Regions from separate parts of the Mus musculus genome. Here region 2 is linked to region 1. Evidence: chromatin contacts called from public Hi-C data. All regions are on one chromosome and are shown on one strand. The core of a region is the stretch at or near the end of the contact, and the rest is flanking DNA. Distances in the headings are between cores, read along the strand shown.

Evidence for each region. A called contact is a pair of places that touch in the nucleus more often than the background predicts.
Region 2: a Hi-C map of CD8 T cells shows a contact between it and region 1, with 3 times the contacts expected there. The contact joins the promoter of Tdrp here to the promoter of Cars2 in region 1. A contact is called at or near these places in 1 of 39 promoter capture datasets (embryonic stem cells), 1 of 484 Hi-C or Micro-C datasets (CD8 T cells) and 3 of 115 datasets of contacts at active chromatin or transcription factors (embryonic stem cells, regulatory T cell precursor and thymic regulatory T cells).

The regions. Positions count from the first base shown.
Region 1 is chr8:11,546,693-11,553,502 of GRCm38.p6, forward strand. Cars2 (cysteinyl-tRNA synthetase 2 (mitochondrial)(putative)) reads right to left here and starts at 4,079. Exons shown (of 15, transcript NM_001359137.1): 1 at 3,807-4,079; 2 at 3,566-3,616; 3 at 1,035-1,152. The coding sequence starts at 3,985.
Region 2 is chr8:13,970,917-13,977,726 of GRCm38.p6, forward strand. It overlaps Tdrp (testis development related protein), which reads right to left and starts at 3,861. Exons shown (of 3, transcript NM_173744.4): 1 at 3,625-3,861. The coding sequence starts at 3,726.

The sequences.
Region 1 (6,810 bases), core at 2,829-5,328:
AATCCCAGCACTCAGGAGGCAGAGGCAGGCAGATTTCTGAGTTTGAGCCCAGCCTCTTCTACAAAGTGAGTTCCAGGACAGCCAGGGTTAAACAGAGAAACCCTGTCTCAAAAAAAAAAAAAAAAAAGAAAAGAAAGAAAAAAAAAAAGAGAGAGAGAAAGAGAAAGAAAAACTAAACCCAAAACAAACAAACAAAAATCCCACAAACATTTCAGAAAATGTCTCCTCACTGAAAAGGGAAAGCCCTCTGGTGATAGTGGCATTCAGGGCACAATGCCCAATCAGTGGAAGAACCCAGAGAGCCCCTGACCTCATGCTTGCTTCCTGGGATAACTACCTCTCTCCCACCAAGTCTTCAGAGCTGGTGTGGGGCCCAGACCGAGGAGGCAGTCAACCTGTGCGGAAAGACATGCTCTCTGCAGCAGGCCTCAAGTAGAGGCCATGCATGCACACCATAAGAAGGCCCTGCCTGCACAGAGCTGAAGTCAGAAGCCTGGGGCTATGGGCCCACTCCAAGGCCCACACCATCCGTGGCTCTGGGTTCCCAAGACTGTGATGGTGAGGGACACATATGCACCTCCTGGTGGTCAAGAGACAAGACTGCAGCACTCCCTAGGCGAGGCTGATCTGAGCTACAGAGGCCAACCTGGGCGACAGGATAAGAGCTTGTGTCTAACAGCAAAACAAGAGAAATGTGGAAATGAGGCATCGGAACACAGGGGTGTCCAAGGCCAGAGTCAGGGCCCAGGGGGTCTTGGTAGAGCTGGAGTGAGGCACTCATCACAGGGAGGGACGGGGACAAGGGTCAGAGGACAGTGGACACCCCTGGAGGGGGTGCTTCTCCGCTCTCCACTGACTTAACTTCCCTCGGTGGGACCTGCCACCATCTCGGTCTGGTTTTTTTTTTTTTTTTTGGAGAAGAGTCTTCGGGACACATAAAGGGTCACAAGTACTAGGAATACATGAAAGTAGCCTCGGCAGGGAACGGCCGCTCAGCCACCGGCTTGCCGGTCAATGTGAGGGAGGCTGCTTACCTCGTTAGCTCTCTTGATTATTTTGTCATCCACGTCGGTAATGCTCATCGCCATGACCACATTGCATCCAAACACTCTGGTCAGGATCCTCCGGATAATGTCAAATCTAACATAGGAGCTGAAAGAAAAACACTGCCAGGCTGTCTTCAACACACAGAATCAACGGCGTTAATTTACTTATTCTATTTTCTGGCTTCTCGACACAGAGTTTCTCTGTATCTGTGCAGCCCTGGCTGTCCTGGAACTCACTCTGTAGACGAAGCTGGCCTCGAACTCAGAGATCCACCTGCCTCTGCCTCCCAAGTGCTGAGATTAAAGGTGTGCGCCACCACTACCTGACCAGTATTTTATTTTTAACCTAGTTTTTTTGTTGTTGTTTTTTGGTTTTCCATACAGGGTTTCCCTGTATAGCCCTGGCTGTCCTGGAACCAGGCTGGCCTCAAACTCAGAGAGACCTGTCTGCCTCTGCCTCTCAACTACTGGGATTAAAGGTGTGCGCCACCATTGCCCAGCTGTTAAAAATTATGTTATTTTTGATTATCTTGTTTTATTTCATGTGCATGTATTTTGCCTGTGTGTATGTATGTGCACCATGTGTGCATCTGACGGTTGTGAGCCATCATGTGGGTGATGGGAGGAACTTAGTTCATCTATAAACAAGTACTCTGAGCATTACATCATCTCTCCAGGACACAATGTTTACTACTGCTACTATAGTGTCTGTGGTATGAATGCTCTGTGTGTGTGTGTGTGTGTGTGTGTGTGTGTGTGTGTGTGTGTATGTGTGCCTCTCACACACACAGGAGAGGCAGATGTGCAGAATGTATGTTGAGGTCAGAGGACAGTTTTCGGGGCTTGGTTCTCTCCTTTCACCAAGTGAATCTTGGGGATCAACCTCAGGTCATCAGGTTCTTACAAGAGGTGCCTTTACCCAGGGAGCCATCTTGTGGGCCCCATCAGCTTTATTCTTGAAAAGAAATGGGTTACAGTATAACACGCTACTATGTAACTTCCAAACAGTGTTCTACAGTTGATGCTTGGTTCATAGGGAACTAAGCCAAGTACTTTCTTACAAACTGGGTCCCACCTGGAGGCCCAGAAGGGCCTTGTGAGACGCAACAAAAGCAATCACATCAGTTTGGGACACTGTATTGCCTTTTTTAAGATTAAAGCTGTTGGATGAGTTTGCATGTATTTAAGTGTGTAAAAAATCCTGATACAAAACTCAATGTCAAGACTGTTTTGTTCTTGTTGCTTTAGGTCAGGGTTTCTCTGTGTAGTCCTAGCTGTCCTGGAGCTTGCTCTGTAGACCAGGCTGGCCTTGAGCTCACAGAGATCTACCTGCCTTTGCCTCCAGAGCTCTGGCATTAAAGGTGTGCGCCACCACTGCCAAGCAACAAGAGCTTTTTACCACTCTTGTTCTCTCGGATTGTCCCCACTACCCCAGTGCTGGAGGCAGAGACAGGTGGACCCTGGGGACGAGCTTCCCGGCCAGCGTGGCCTGTTTGTGGACTTCCAAGGCAGTGAGAGATTCTGTCTCAAAACAGACAGAAGGTAGCACTTGAGGATGACATCTGAGGATGTCCTCTGGCCTCCACACTTGCGTTTCATTTAGGTCTAAAAATACCCAATTAAGGATGCTGGCGAGATGGCTCAGTGGTTAAAAGCACTGACTGCTCTTCCTAAGGTCCTGAGTTCAAATCCCAGCAACCACATGGTAGCTCACAACCATCCGTAATGAAATCTGATGCCCTCTTCTGGAGTATCTGAGGACAGCTACAGTGTACTTACATATAATAAATAAATAAATCTTTTTAAAAATACCCAATTAAAACTGTGCAAGAGTCAGGCAGTAGGCGTATACCTTTTATCTCAGCATTCCAACAAAGACAGGGACATCTCTGAGTTTGAGACCAGCCTGGTCTATAAAGTGAGTTTCAGGACAGCCAAGACTACACAGAGAAACTCAGTCTCAAAAACAACAAACAAACAAAAAAGTGCAAGACAACAACTAAAATATCAAGAGATGGGAAATGTCAACAAATACTGCTCCAATGCTCCCTGGAGTCTAGCAAGACAGTATTCGGTCAGTGGGTCAGTGGTGGAGCACTTAGAACACTTGGGGGCGCTGTGCTAAGCGGCACTTCATAGACATTTCCAGAAACTGCCATGAAGATGTCATGTTGTCATTTCTGTCTTCACTCAAAATAAGAACCATGATTCCAGCAAGAATGTGATCCGTCCAAGACCAGGCAATGATCCCCCACTGTTGGATTCGGGTCTCTGGACCAACCTTAGAAACATCTAATTCGCAAACGGGTCACTCTCTATTCCTTCACAGTAACTCCAATGGGTATGCAACTCCAAACAGCTATGAAGACCAAAGAGACCAACATTCCGGTGTCTCACAATTCCCAGAATGCAATCATCACTCAGTTCACTTAACAGATTATAAAACAAGCTAACAGTTTACTCTTTGCACAATAAATAACCCTCTGACTTTGTCAAAGGTTCAAATCTAGGAAACTCACCAAGCATGGCCAAGATGTGCATGGTCGTACACAGTCGGTCCACAGCTATACCTGGGAACATATTAAGATCCACCATGTGAGATATGTAAAAGGAGCCCTAAGTCTTCCTTAACAACCTTCACTGAACACGCGCGGTGTTTAAGTGACGCTCGGGAGACCACGTCAGGCTTTCAGAATTGACTTGCCCCTGCGCACCTTCCCGCCCCGCCTCGCTCCGCCCTGCCTCTCCCGGCGCACGCACCAGGAGACTGCGTCCGAGCGGGCCACTATCAGCGGCTCCTTCCTGCCAGTGAGGCTGTTATGCACCTGCACGCCGGTGTCCTGGCCTTGCGGCCGTTGCCATGACCGCCCGCGCCGCCCGAGACCCAGCGCGGCCCGGAGCAGCAGAGCGCCGGGCCCAGGCCCGCGCGCCCGCAGCATATTGGGGACAGATCCAGCGAACAGGCGGAAGGCAAGATCCTGCAGGCCAGGCCCAGCCGGGCGAACCAGAAGCCACGCCCGTTCCTCATGGGGCTCCGCCCACTCCCGGAAGAGGCTACACTCTGCCTGAAGTCTGGCAATATTTAGGCATTTGGGCACGGTGGCAGCGGAAGAGAGGCGGGAACTTCGAACCCTTCCCCATTTTAGCGCAGATCTCCTCGCCTTTCCTTATGGGTAACTTGGGCTCGGTGTACATCATTGTGTCTGCTGCTGGGACCCGGTGTGCCCCGCAATATGTACCCAATCTCAGCACACCACTCCAACACACTATACACCATCCCGCGGTCATCATGTCCTCATTTAAACACCTCAATATGTGCGCCTTAACACACCCTGTACCCCATCATACGTACAGCATATCTGCAAGTATGTACCTTGCCACAATCAGTACGTGTAGATCAATACTACATACCAAACTGCTGTCTGCAACCCTGTACATGCAGTATTTGTGTACTTCTTACTGTTCTATGGGCTTAGAATGAAAGAACCACACCAGGAAATGATCCTTTCCTCAAGAACCTGTAACTGGAAATGCCTGTTGGAGAAACGACTGCCCTTCCAGAGGACCCGGGTTTGAGTCCTAGCATCCACACGGCTACTCAAAAGTTTGTAATTCTTGTTCCAAGAGGGGCCAAGGCTTCTTCTGGACTCATCAGACACTACATGCATGTGGTCCGCAGACAGACATCCAGGCAAAAATACCGTTACACATAAGAATAAATCATTTAAAACTTTTTAGAGTCAAAATAGTGGCATCCATCGATAATCAAAGATTTTGGGAGAGAGATACAGGAGCAGCAATGAGTTCAAGACCTGCCTCAGCTGCAAGAGACCCTGCCTTAAAAACAAATGAAAACGAGAGCAGAAGTCTATCGTTCATCTCTTGAGGACTGTTTGGAGTTACATTCAAATTACCCCCACAAATGCACCCCTACTGGTGGCTTACAAAAGTAAAGAGTCCTTTGCTTGTCCAGTCAAGTCTGTCTGATACTAAGCATGCTCAGGTCTTTCAGTATTTTTGGTCTTCCCCACCCTTTTTTTTTTTTTTTTTTTTTTGGTTTTTGGAGACAGGGTTTCTCTGTGTAGCCCTGGCTGTCCTGGAACTCACTTTGTAGACCAGGCTGGCCTCGAACTCAGAAATCCACCTGCCTCTGCCTCCCGAGTGCTGGGATTAAAGGCATGCGCCACCACGCCCGGCCTCCCCCCTTTCTTTGATGCTCTCTTGAAAGGCAAATGATTAGGCAGACATGTTGTTCCCTACTTTTTTCCTGAAAGTTCTGTCCTCTAACTGCTTGCCCGAAGCTAGACTTCCAGGTAATACAGACTGTGTTCTATGCACTATGGTAGTCAAATTCGTGGTCTCCAAATGTCCCAAGTTCTCCAGGAATATCATTCTTCCTCACAGTTACCTGCCATCGTGGCAGTTTGTCATTGTAAATGTGTGTGCACTTATTTGTCTCACTTCTATGGCAATGTGAACTTCTCTTTCTGTACCCTGCACCCCAGTTGCTGAGCAACGGTTTCACTCAGTAGCCCAGGCTGACTCTAGCCTACCTGGCTTTAAGCCCCTCCTGCCTCAGTCTCCCCCAGTTTGGGGACTACAAGTGTGAGCTTGTCCCTCTCCTTCAGTTCGGAACTGTAAATTGAACTCCTTGCTGTATCCCGCAAATTCAGCAAGGAGCTTGGCCTGAGAAAGTACCCCCAAAACTTCCTATGCAGGCAGTGAGATCCCTGATAGAGAAAGCGTTGCCTCTGATATGAGGTGTGCCTGTTTAAAACCCAGAACCCGCAGGCCAGAATGCCGAAGCCGGGGAAGAGCCGGGGCCGGCAGTTTAGAAAAACAGCTCTAGGAAGTCTGGGAGCCAAACCTTCCATGATTTTGAATGGCTGGCATGTTTGGCTTGGCCACAGGAGATCATGATTTCAAAACCAACAATGGTGTTTTCTGTCTGCTGCAAAGCCGACTCTCATGTGTTCCACCTCAACTGGCAAAAAGTCTGCTCCTTGTTAAGCCTTCGGAGAGTCCTTCAGACGTTTGTGGGATGTGTGTGATGGCTCCCACCTGTGATCCTAGAACCTGAAGGGAGGCTCAAGCTAAAACTCTTCAGGGGTTTGAGACCAGGCTGGGACTCCATGGGAGTTCTGGTCCAGCCTAAAGAATAGTATTAACCTATCTTTAAAAAAAAAAAAAAATTGTAGGGACTGAAGAGATGGCTCAGGAGTTAAGAGGACTGGCTGCCCTTCCATAGTATTCTGGTTTGATTCCCAGCATCCACAGCTCTCAACTGCCTGTAACTCCAGTTCCAGATCTGATGCTGCCTTCTGGCTTCTACAGACACTGCGTGCACACACTACACAGACACACATGCAGACAAAACACCCATACACAGATTATAAAATATCTTAATAAAAAAAAAAACAGAAAATGAGCTGGTGAGGTTGCTCAGTGAATAAGAGCACCGACTGCTCTTCCAAAGGTCCAGAGTTCAAATCCCAGCAACCACATGGTGGCTCACAACCATCTGTAATGAGATCTGATGCCCACTTCTGGAGTGTCTGAAGACAGCTACAGTGTACTTACATATAATAAATAAATAGATCTTAAAAAAAAACCAGAAAATGATAAATATAACCCACTCGCTGGTGCTTAACCGTGCACTCCGCCTGTGTATTGACCTTGTGCACAGACTGATTGGGTGAATTGATGAATCAGGGTGATTTATCACAGTAATACCGCAGAGAAAACCCAGTTCAAGTCACCATTC
Region 2 (6,810 bases), core at 2,611-5,110, 2.4 Mb after region 1:
CCCGATGCCTCTTGTGGTGTGTCTGAAGACAGCTACAATGTATATAGAATATACATAGAATAAATAAATCTTTAAAAGAAAAGAAAATGTAGCCAGGCACACTGAACCACTGAGGATCCAGACCCCCTGAAGGGGCTTGTCCAGAAGTCACACATCAGAGTCTAGAAGGAGACTACCCATCACCTTGGGGTGGCAATGCGTGCCAGCCACACTCAGCGCTTAGGAGATGACAGTGAATTCAGAGCAGGCAGTCAAATCCAGCCTGATTACATATGGTTTTAGGCTAGTCTGGCCACCTCTACATTTCCCTGTCTTTATTGTCACAAAACTGTAGAGGAAAAAAAAAAGAAGAAAGAAAACAGAGAAGAGAAAAGAAAGCTATTTCATAAACCAACTCAGTGAGCATAAACACTGAGACCTAATTGGATGGATACTGGCACATTTACTTGACAACATTAAGTTCAGTGAGAAGAGAAAGGCAAAGAAAGGCAGGTTGCAGGAGAACAAGGATAACCATGGCTTGTTAGCTTTCTACATGAAGGGTCATATGACACAAACAGAAAGAATCTAAGGCACTTTAATCTTGGACTTGGAGCCTCTAGAACCCTAGGAGTCTAGAACCCCAGGAGATAAATGTTTGCTGTGTGAGGCATTGGCTTATCTTCTTATTGAGGCCACCCAGACAGGCCAAGACAGTCTTACGACATAAAACCAGAGACTCGCAGGGAATAAAGCGCTTGGTACAGATAGAAATCTGCAGTTAACACGCACAGGCCCACTTTACTCCCTCAAAAAGGACACCGCGGTTCCCTTAGTAGACTTAGAAGCCGAGCATGGACGGACGCTGCACTTTACAACCCCCCATCCATCCCAGATCCACACCAATGAGCGTTCATCAAGGAGCAGAGCCCCTGGAGTACCCACAAAGGGCGGTCTGAACAAAGAGGGTCACTCCGATTCTCTCTATCACCGAATCGGAATTGGTCAAGGGATGTATTTCAGTGCTCACAAGTGTACCTGAGCCTTGAAAAGATTATCAGGAAGATGTGTCATGCTTTTCCCAGTTTGTCTGTCAAGGTATTAATTTACAGTTTGAATGGCAAATCCCTACAGTTAGCTCAGGAGTAGGGAGAAGCCTGTCTAAGCAGTGCCAATGCCGGGCATCCTTACGGTCCCTTGTTAGTATTACCACAAAAGCTGTAAGGAAGTGAGTTTTAAAAACCGACTGAAACAAGGGCAGTAAGACCTGGCAGATACCTCACATTTACCTACAACCCTCGGACTCCCACAGCCTTGAATGAGCTTTAGCTAGGGGAGCTAGAACAGCAAGTGTTCCATGAAACGCATTAGCATAAAATAGAGCAGTGCAAGACACATACAAATGTCCCACTGACAAGCAAATGCACATATGTAAACGTATTTATAGATTTGCATAAGTGTTTAATGGATATAAAAAAAGCTTAAGAATGCTCCTTTTGAGACAGATGGAGTTATGACCTAACTACATTTAGAAATCTTGTACTATGTGCATCATCAACTTTAATTTTTAAAGTAGACACTAGAATTTATTAAAAAACATTATCTCCCCTTTTGGGATGGCTGGAATAAATAGTCCTTACAAGCCTCACTGAATCTCATGTTATGTTTATTACATATTTATATTAAGTTATATTTATGTTTTTAATGCAAACAGATGTTTCATTTTTAATCTTTTATTGTCTATTTCAATTATGTTTGTTTTTTAACATTTCCTGCATGTAAACAATGAAACGCAGTAATATCACCCACCCATCTCCCCCTAACTCACCTGTAACTCCCCAACACGCTCTCTTCCCAACTTTATGTTCATATTTTTATTAACTCACTAAAGTCCAATTAGTGCTACCCTCAAGACATTTATTCTCAACAACAAAAACAAAAACAAAAGCCAATACTCTAAAGCAATGCAGAGAAATTTGTTCTCCTGAAGGCAGTGGTGGAAAGAGGATCTCAGTGGGAATGGTGGGAACCTGGGGGGGTGGGCGGGAGGCGGCTGTGCACGGACAGGTGCTTGTTCTGCAAACCTGACAACCGGATCTTGATTTCAGACGCAGGGCAGTGGGTCTGTACTCCCAGAACTCCACTGGGACCGGAGCTGGGGGTGGGAACCGGTAAAAACAAGGAGACCCTGCTCACCGACGTGGAAACAAACACTTGCCTGCACTCACCGGTCATACACACATGTACGTACACACATGCACATGCACACACACACACACACACACACACAAATGCACTCCATGACAGCCCAGCAGTCACATTGTCTTACTTAAATGATCTGAAATTCTACAGAAGGCCCACCCTGCCTATTTACAGGAACTTCAGCATCAGCTATCCAAGCTTGGAAGGAGGTGACATGATATTCTGAAGGTAATCAGTGCCAAAAAGAAACTTACTATCGAACCATGAAAAGACAGGTGAAGCAAACTTAAACACATATTGCTGGCTAGAAGATGATTTAAAAAATATCTAGAGACCACAGACAAATGCTCATTACTGCCTTCTAAGAGTTGCCGTCTAGCTACAAAACCTTGAAGGCTGGAAAAATGAAAGCTAGGTAAGTTCTAGGGACACAAAAAGGTGACTTCTCAAATGTAAATTCAGATACAAACCATACCTAAAAGCTTACACTCATCAGCTGGAATGTCTGCGTGCTGGCAGCGAGCTTTATCAAATTCCCGAGAAATGTCTTACAATGAAACTTCATTCCTAACAGACGTTCTTTTGCTCCAACTAGGGAAGAAGCAATCTCGGGACTACTTCCAAGTTTCAAAAGAAAGATTTGCAACAGCCACAGTTTTCACACTATGCTTAAAAAAATAAATAAATAACTTTATGCTTAAAAATTGGCGTACTTTGTGACCTAAATTTCCTAGCACATGAAAGGGAATGAAAAGTGTCCCGAGAAGGTGGGTGGGGAAGCCTCACACAGATCCACCTGGGATCCTGTTAATTAAAAAATTCTACACATTCCAAGCGTATCTCTATACTTGTCGGGCCAAAGCTTTTTCTGTATAAAGGTCTCTGATCTCTTCTTCCGGGAGAGGGGGCGAGACGGGATCAAAGGCTTAAAAAAAGGAAATACGTGTTGTGCAAATAAATATCCAGCACACTTTATATTCGCTATAGTCACCAAAAGAAAAGGGAAAGGAAAAAACAAAAACAAAAACACCAAGCTTTTAAGTCTGAGCGAACCGCCGTCCCCGGCACCATGATTCAGGACTTCTCTGTTTCTCCAACTCCGGAATAGAAATACCTGGCCTGGAAGCGGTCACCCCGCGTCCCCGGTGTCTCAAGCCGAACCCCAAAGCCCTTGTGGCAGCAGAGCGAAGGGCAGCGCCGCCGGCCAGTGCGGAAAGTGCCCGGGGTACGCGTCCCCGCGGTACCCCACACATGCTGGCTCTGGGGCCCACGACCTGTAGGACCCGGCCACTCATCAGAGGGGTCCTCCGGGGCAGTCACCTCGCAGCCCCGAGAAGCGTCGGGTCCCTGCCAAGTCCGCACCCGGCACGCGACCCCATGCACCTGCGCTCGGCCTCCAGAGCACCCCGCGGCCCGCACCTGCGCCCCTACGCGTGCCCTCACCGACGCCGGGGCGGCTGCTGATGCTGGCGGTGCCCCTCGCAGCACATCCTCTTCCTCGGGGGGCTCGTCCAGAAGCACTCGACTTCGGCTCAGCTTCCACATCTCCGGTGCTCGACCGCTCCGCGCAGCTTGGCTCCGGGACTGAAGGAGGACACCCGGCCCGCCGCGGCGCTGGGACAGTGCGGAGGACTGGGCGGGGAGGGGCGGTCAGCTGCGGGCGGCCGTCCCCGGCCCGCCCCCAGGCCCGCCCCCAGACCCTCCTCCAGCCTTCAGGTTCCTCAGGTCCCCTGCCTCCCTGGTCCTCCCCCACCCTGACACTCAGCCCGCGGGTCCCCTACTTCTCCAGGACCGCTCCAACCTCCCTAAGTAGGCCCCCCAGGGAATCAGCGGGCCGAGTGCTTTACCAAGGGGCCAAGAACACTGACGCACCAAAACCACGTGACATTTCACACCGGCCGCCCCTCAACTCCCGGCCCTTCACTCACCCAGCCCGATGGGCGTGGTCCATCCTGGATCACCAAGGCAACGCCGAGGTGGGGCCGCGCTTTACGCATGCTCGCCCAGTTGGTGCTACGGGGGCCGAGGGCGGGGCTTCGGTGACCGCAGGCTGAGGGTTAGTGGTCTATGCTGATCCTAAAAGGTCCATTAGTGGATATGGACCACCGGAGAGGGGGGCACCTGCAAGGGAGGAGGGTGTTAGGGAAAGAGAAGGGTTCCTGCATAGACTACGGTCACTTTGCGCTGCTGTGAGGCCTGCATCGATAGAGTGATGGACACAGAATCAACCAGAGTCCAGGGAAGGTTCCCAGGGCCCAGAAGAGACTAGGTAGGTGGGTTGGCAGTGCCAGTTGGACCTGGGGCCTCGACTTCCCTTTGTAGTCTCAGGGTGACACTCAGACTAATGCAGCCTGAGTTCAGATCTCCAGCCACCAAAAAAAAAAAAAAAAAAATCTGGGCATGTGGGCATGGTGACATAAGGGGGTGGGCAGAAGACAGTGTGCACTCAGTGTGGCCAATCAGTGAGCTCTGGCCTAAGACGTCTTATCTTTGAAAATAAAGTGGAAAGTGGTAAAGACAGCAACTTGACTTCTGGCCTTCCCAAATACTCACTCTGTCCAACACTGTACACACATAACAGGTAAATAAAACTGTCCACAATTGTATGCTTTTGTGAGAAGTGCTGTAGGTAAACTCCGAAATGCCTTGTTCATGTTCTTCAAGTGCATAAGAACGTTTAAGGATGTAAACACAGTGAGAACCTTCTCCAGCCAGCTCAGACCCGCCTGGCCTGTCTGGGAGTTATGAACAGGTAGCCGCAGGGTACTTGCGAATACAGCAAGCAAAGGCTTCACAACACCGTGGTTTACAGGTGCAGCACAGGCCTCCTCTAAGGCTGCATCCTGCCAGGATCGGATGCTCATAGTAAGTTAAACTAAACTGAAATTCCCAGATGACTCAGAAGGCCAGGCCTGTTACCCCACATGCTAAATTCTAGACCGCTTTGAAATGGCACTAAAGACTTTGTGTGGAAGACCTCAGTTGTTAGGAAGGGAGACGGGTAAGTAGAGATGGTGGCTCTGTAAAGGACATCTCTCAGGTCCCGGGGACGCGATGCGGGTCACTGATTCCATCATCTCTGAGGCATGATATTGTCAGAGTTTGTAAGAGAATTATACAGTCTGGCTTCATTAAAAAAAAGAAAACAAAACAGTCTTTACACATGCAAATTCATTTGGGGATCCAGAAAGATCTTGCCTAACCATCCTTTCCTGAACAGCCACTTGGAGGAAGCTGTAGATTTTAAGCTAATTTGGCCTTTATTGAATAAAATAGAATTTATTGATGTAGAAATTCTTTGTTTGTTTGTTTTGTGAGACAGGGTTTCTCTGTGTAGCCCTGGCTGTCCTGGAACTCACTTTGTAGACCAGGCTGGCCTCGAACTCAGAAATCCACCTGCCTCTGCCTCCCAAGTGCTGGGATTAAAGGCATTCACCACCACCACCTGGCTAGAAATTCTTTTTTTGCATGTCAACTGTGTCACCTCACTCTGAGTTCAAAATGCTCAAGGCCCAACTTACTGAGATATTAGTGGATTGATACAACACAGTTCTTGTCGAAGGAGAGGAAAGATTTCCTCTGAGGTGTGGCTCAGGACAGATTCAGGTTGGCTTGACAGACAAGTCTCACCATAGAAGAAGAGAAGAAGTGTCATGAAGTGTTTGGTTTCAGTTTTGTTTTAGTTTGTTTTGTTTTGTTTGAGGCAGGGTTTCTGTGTAGTCCTGGCTGTCCTGGAAATCACTCTGTAGACCATGCTGGCCTTGAACTCAGAGATCTGCCTACCTCTGCCTCCCAAGTGCTGGGGTCAAAGGCATGCGCCACCACTGCCTGGCTACAAAGTGTTATTGTCACAAAACAAAAGAAGTTGTAAGTCAACACTCTTTTTTTTTTTTTTTAATTGATATCGGTGGGAGCATGAAATAAGGGGGCTACACACCAGGGAAGAGTCTTCTGAAGGTGGTGAGGTGACATCACTAGCTTTCTGGTTAAAGGAGGACACAGGTTAATGACACAGCTGAGAACTTTACTTACCAGGCACAGGAATGTTAGGTGAGATACAAAGGTAAAAGATTATTTAAAGGACTAACAGAACCCAAGATGAAGTTGGTTCTTGACTGGCCACCTTCCATCTGTCTACAACCATCATGCTCTGGGGCAGTGGCTCTCAACCTCCCTAACCCACGGCCCCTTTTACAGTTCCTCGTGTTGTGATGACCCACAACCTTAAAATTATTTTCATTGCTACTCCATAACTGTAATTTTGCTGCTGTGTTTTCCAGTGATCTTAAAGGACCCCTGTGACGGTGTCATGCAACCCCTGTGAAAGGGTCCTTTGACCCCCATAGGGGTCTCAACCCACAGCCAAGGTCAGCAGCTACAGGATCTTTGATATGGCGACTGCCTGCCTCTTCAGAGAACTCTAGTTTACAGATAATGGACAGGAGAGGACAGTCATCACAAACAGGACATGAGCATCTATTGGGACGCACAGGGGCCCTTTCTGTCCCAGGATAACCTACGCATAATTCCTGTGATACAGGTAGAGCTTCCCGTAAACAGGGGTGACTGTGCGAGTATCTGCGACTGAGACCATTAGCCAGCCTCCTCTTTTGGCAAAGCTCCGAGGGC